Linked DNA regions of Ovis aries: region 2 is linked to region 1. The links are chromatin contacts, called in public Hi-C maps. All regions are on one chromosome and are shown on one strand. Each heading gives the region's core, a stretch centred on a gene start, on an enhancer-like site or on the middle of the called end of the contact. The rest is flanking DNA. Distances are from core to core; before and after follow the strand shown. Region 1 has its middle 49 kb from the start of BMS1. Region 2 overlaps RET (ret proto-oncogene).

Region 1 (2,734 bases), core at 87-2,586:
TCCCCAGACCAGCCCTTTTCCCTCTGCCTGCTCCCCTTCCCAGCATAACAGAGACACCACCAGGAGTCTTGCTGGCTCCACCCAGCTGGCTCAAGAGGTTTCGCCAGCCCCTCAGCCCCTGGGCTTCCCTGAGATATGGAGCTGACCAGGCTCTCCCAGCTCTGGGGAAGTGGACTGCAGCGTGTATCTTGCCATCAGAGCCTCCGCAGGGCCTAGCACAGGGTCCTGGAGAGAGATCTTGTTCTATGAGCCTAAGAGCCTCACAGAACTCCAGGCCCCTGCATGTGTGCACTCGTGTACACCTGTGTGCACACACACCCACACACCCACGCCCTCTTGTCTCCGAACCTTGAATTATACCCTCCCTGGCCCATCCCTGCCTGGCCTTTAAAGCCACACTCCAAACCCATCTCAGCCATATTTGGCCCTGTTTTCTTCCCTTCCTCTTAGAAGTGATGCTCTCCTCCACCACTGAACATTCACTGGTGCTTAGCGAATGTCAGGGCCTCCCCTGTTAGGTGCAGCTACCGAGTGCAATCTATGTGCCAAGTCCGAGATCCTCTGAGAGGCCCATGCTGGCCACCCCTGTGCTCGTCAGTAGGCCTGTGTCCTGGTTTCTAGGTGTTGTTCCTTCATCCCTGTATTTGTCTGTTTGTCCAGCAAATCAATGTGGAGAAACTCTCATGCGTACTTTCTCATCATGGTCAGGACATCGGACTACAGCTGACCCGAGAACTATTATAAAAAGTATTCTTAGAGAAGAAACCAGGAGGCATCGTTGTAAGACATTGGCCTTGGGTGTATCCCTTGGGTGTGGTTGGGTTAGTAGGAGTTGTGTCTCCAGGGTACTGGACCTGCAAAATGAAGAAGCAGGCTTTGAGATCATCCCCCCATCCCCACCCCAGCCACTAATTCCAGTGGGAATGGTCCTGTCTTTTCTTTCTAATAACAATCAACTTAACAGCCACTTGGAGCTTCCCTGGTGGCTCTCAAGGTAAAGAATCCACCTGCAATGTAGGAGACCCCAGTTCGATCCCTGGGTCAGTAAGAAGGGAATGGCAATCCACTCCAGTATTCTCAACTGGAGATTTCCATGGACAGAGGAGCCTGGTGGGCTGTAGTCCATGAGGTTACAAAGAGTCAGACATGACTGAGCGTCTAACACCTAACATCCACTATCATATACTGGGTATTTTCTCTGGGTCAAGCTCTGTGTTTAGTGCTTTACATACATTCTGTTATTTGGAATCTCAAAACAACCCTATACTTACCCCATTTCGGATAAGGATAATGAGCCTCAGTGAGGTTAAGTCCCTTAGCCAGTAGGTGGCAGCACTGCAGCTGGCCTCACCCCTGGAGCTCTTAGGCTGACAGTCAGAGCCCTGCGTGGTATAATCTCTTTTTAGCAGTCTTGACAAGCAGCTGTGATTGGTCCTGCCCTACTGAGGTTCAGGCAGGCTGGAGCGAGGACCATCGAGCTGAAAGACCTGGAAAGAGAGTTCAGAGCTCGTGCCCTTGAGCAGGGGGCCCTGGTGTGAGCCAGTGAACTCAGATCGGCACCCACCTGCTGCACACAGGTTTCTTAGGCAGCCCTCCTTACCTGTAAAACTAGGCAGACCTGTGATGTGGGGCCGCTGGGCAGGTCACTGAGCCTTCCAATGCCAGGTGTCTGCATACGTGGTCACGGGAACGGCTGCCTCCTGGGGCTTGGCATCCAGCGCTGCTGGCTGGCCCTGTGATATCCTTGATCCCTAGTCGGGTGGCCCCCCAAGCTCCCCACCCTGGGTCCCAAGCACTGGCCTTCCTCTCTCCTGCTCTGTCTGGTCCTGGTTACCCTAAATTGGCCACGTGTGAGCAGTAGCCCTTCTGGAAGCCACGTCCTCCAGAGAGATTTGATTATGTCCTGGTGGTGCCACCTCGCTAATGCAATCAGGAAGTTTCCTCAAGACTTCAGCTGCTTTGCTGGCAGCTGGGCCTGGCTCCCTGGATGACTGTGCTGCTCCTTGGCTCACGGCTTCTCTCCAGGCTGAAGGGGCCTCAGGGACCCTCTATCATCCATGCCTGTGCCCACAGGGAGAGGCTGGCTCTGGGGCACAGCCTTGCCAGAGAGTCTTCATGTTGCCTTCTTCTCTCCTCCCTCCTTTTGAGGTCCTTGGCTCTGGTGTTACTCAGAATCATTGAGACTTTGTTTTCTCTGCTTAGCAAAAGCACTTAGCATTGAAGAATCAGTACTTTGGGCATTCCAGACAATGGCCATTTTCCATCAAGGTTAGGCTCTTAATTGAAAATTTTAGGAAGAGAGGAAAATTGGGATGAGTCCAGAAATTCTCTCCATTAAAAATTGTAATCAGAATGAAAGAGTTGTGTTAATTCCCGAGGGTTCTCTCCTGGGAATTGTCCAGAATGCGGCTTCAACAGACACTGGCAGTCAGGGTGAGACAGAACCGAAGGAGTCAAACATTCCAGGAAGCAGATACAGGCACGACTGGGGTGCAGCTTGCTCCTTGGTTTTTCTGCACACCCACCTCCTCACTCCAGCCTGCACCCAGCACTGACCTCAGAGGCAACTTGATGTCGTGCAGTCTGAGAATGTGGGGACTGGCCCTCGAAGGGACGAGTTTGAGTTGTAGCTGCATGAGCAGGGGCACTGGGGGCCGTGCAGGGTGTGTGGTGGGCAGGGTTTGGGGCTGAATTTAGGGTCTGGGTTTTCCCAGCCACGCAGGGACTAGAGATT
Region 2 (2,700 bases), core at 143-2,642, 240 kb after region 1:
CTTCTGTCGAGGAAACTGAAACACAAAGAGACAGAGCCGTCAGCCTCAGGCCTCACAGCCTGCAGGTGTATAGGGCAGGGATCCAAACCAGGCAGTCAGAAACGTGTGTGTTAGCATGAAATCACACCAAACGTCCCCCATGTTGGTTTTCAAGTGGTGGAATTGTGGCTTTTTTCTCACTTTCTCTAAAATGAGCATGTCTTGCTTCCATAGTTAAGAAAATTGTTAACAGTTTTTTGAAAACCAGCAAACACTAGGAGCTGGATCTCTGGGCCTGCAGCCTGACTGGTGCCAGCCCTCACCACAGAGGAGGCAGGCAAGGTGTGTGAAGGGGTGTGCCCCTCCTAGGTGATCAGGCTGAGGACCTGAGGCAGACCTCCTGGTCCCGGCTCTTCCCTGTCAGCACCGGTGCAGGCTGCAGGCACAGTGACGCTCAGAGCATAGTCTTCACTGCAAACTGTGCTTGGTGTGGAGCTGAAGAAGGGCCGCGGCCCAGGCCCAGCATGCACCCCAGCTCTGTCTCCTCTCCTGTGGGCCCCTGAGGAAGGCAGCTCGCCCTCCCCGCAGCTCGGGGTCATCCCGGGGTTGCTGGTCTGCTTGGTGCTCAGGTGAGAGTCTGCCTTTCCGCTGCGATCCGGACAGCCTGGAGGTGAGCACGCGCTGGGCCCTGGACCGCGAGCAGCGGGAGAAGTATGAGCTGGTGGCCGCGTGCACGGTTCGCGTGGGCGCCCGCGAGGAGGAGGTGATGGCGCCCTTCCCCGTGACCGTGTACGACGAGGACGACTCTGCGCCCACCTTCCTCGGGGGCGTCGACAGCGCCAGCGCCGTGGTGGAGTTCAAGCGGAAGGAGGTGCCTATGCGTTTGTCTGGTGCTCGTCTGGTGTCTGTCGCCTCTCTGTTGGGCATCTGGGTCCCTCCATGCGTCATCTGTCCTTGGTGTGTTCAGCTGTCCACCTAGCCATCCAGTCATGTGGCTGACCACTCTAGCTATTCGTCTTTCATTGTCCATCAGCCTGTCTGTGGGGGTTTGTTGGTTTCCAGGACGGCTGAGGAGGAGAGAGGACCAGCCCCACTGGCACCGAGCTGACCCCTGCCCTGGGAGGCGGGCGAGGGGAGGGGCTGGGGTGCCGGTGGGGTTGGGGGTAGGGGTGCCCAGCCTCTGACTCAACCGGCAGGGCTCACATCAGAGGGGCGCAACTGTGCTGCTGCGCAGGCGGGGCGCGCTGCCCCACGGAGACGAGAGGACATCTGCCAGGAGGGCGTTCCCTCAAGGGAGGGCCAGTGAGTTCAGGGCAGGCACCCCGGAGTGGAGGAAGACGGGCCCTTGGATCTGACAGGGATGTCCCTGCGCCGCCCCGCGCGCATCGGGGCCCCGCCTTCCTCTGGCCCCGCAGGCGGAGCGTGACTGCCACCTGCTGGGCCCTGGGCTATCCTGCAGCCGACAGGCTGGCGGGAGCAAGGGGAGGGTCGGGGTCGGATATCCGGTGGTTGCCTGCTTCTCTGGGCGCCCCGGAGCAAGTTTGGTGGATGGATGGGCAGGAGGAAAGCACATGGGGTAGGGAGGTGTCTCATGAGCCTGGGAGGGCAGCTCCACGGTGACACTGGAGCCTGGTCAGTAGTGAGAGCAGAGATGACCTGTGACTTTACTCAGAACCCCCACTCATGACCCCATCCAACCTGGGGTACAGAAGCAGCTTTAGGAGAGCATTCTGGTGGACACTGTGCTTAGGTCCCAGCTCTGTCGTCTGTCACTCCATGATGCTGAGCCAACTCCTCCACTGTGCGGGGCCCAGCTTCCTCAAAGGAGAGCCGGGCTGCCCACTCTGCACTGTGGGGACCTGGATGAGGTCTTCCACAGAGCACCAGGGCATCTGCTCTAACCCATAATCACGGGAAGTCTGGAGATGCCGCCGCACCTGTTGCAGAGGTGAGGTGCAGTGGCCCAGGAAGGGTGACAAGCATGCTGGCTGGGGGCCCCTTGCGGCTTGAACCCTGGTCAGTCTGACCCTGGAGCCAGCTCTGACCGCACACACCTGATCCACCTGTGGGGCACGTGCCCTGCTATGCGCTCTGGCTTTCGGGGCCCTGACTGGCCCCCGTATGCTTTGCAGGGCACAGTGGTAGCCACGTTACGTGTCTTCGATGCAGACGTGGTGCCAGCCTCCGGGGAGCTCCTGAGACGGTACACGAACACGCTGCTGTCTAGGGACACCAAGGCCCTCCAGACCTTCCGAGTGGAGCACGCGCCCAATGAGACCCTGGCCCAGGCCAACGGCAGCTTTGTGCGGGCAACCGTGCATGACTACAGTAAGAGGGGACCAGTGTGGCCTGACGGGGCCCCCTTGGGAACTGGCAGCCCGCGCTCCGTGGGCAGGGCAGCACCCTGCACACATAAACACCTATCCTGGCCCTCTCAACCCAGGTGGCCACCCCTTCCAACCTTCTTCCCAGCCTTTGTCTCTGCTGGGCTCACCTTGGCCACCTTGGTGGGTGTTTACAGGCTGTCCTTTCTCCCTGAACTGTCCCAAGGCCGAGGCTGACCCTGCCAGGACCCCACCACACTACCCTGTGCTGACCACGCCAGGGCTCACTGTAACACCTGTCTCCCTTTGGCCCCTGGCACCAGCTGTGCCACCTCCTAGGTGCTCAAGTGCTCAGGGATCCTTGACACCCAACCAGCAACTCTCCGCTAACAGGAGC

What was found. Hi-C and Micro-C count contacts between places; a contact is called where the count stands out from the background.
Region 2: a contact with region 1 is called in a Hi-C map of hypothalamus, with 2.4 times the contacts expected there. The contact joins two enhancer-like sites. A contact is called at or near these places in 6 of 16 Hi-C or Micro-C datasets (blood, hypothalamus, retroperitoneal adipose tissue and 1 more).

The regions. Positions count from the first base shown.
Region 1 is chr25:12,589,480-12,592,213 of ARS-UI_Ramb_v3.0, forward strand. No RefSeq gene overlaps it. Among named protein-coding and RNA genes, the nearest start is that of BMS1, 49 kb to the left of the region's middle. Within about 2 kb of position 1,337, at least 5 of the 54 cell types and tissues checked have an H3K27ac peak or open chromatin away from gene starts, as enhancers often do. A contact at or near this core is called in hypothalamus, where this site is marked.
Region 2 is chr25:12,826,704-12,829,403 of ARS-UI_Ramb_v3.0, forward strand. RET (ret proto-oncogene) reads left to right here. Exons shown (of 20, transcript XM_027962134.3): 4 at 609-850; 5 at 2,112-2,307. Among named protein-coding and RNA genes, the nearest start is that of RET, 31 kb to the left of the region's middle. Within about 2 kb of position 1,393, at least 6 of the 54 cell types and tissues checked have an H3K27ac peak or open chromatin away from gene starts, as enhancers often do. A contact at or near this core is called in hypothalamus, where this site is marked.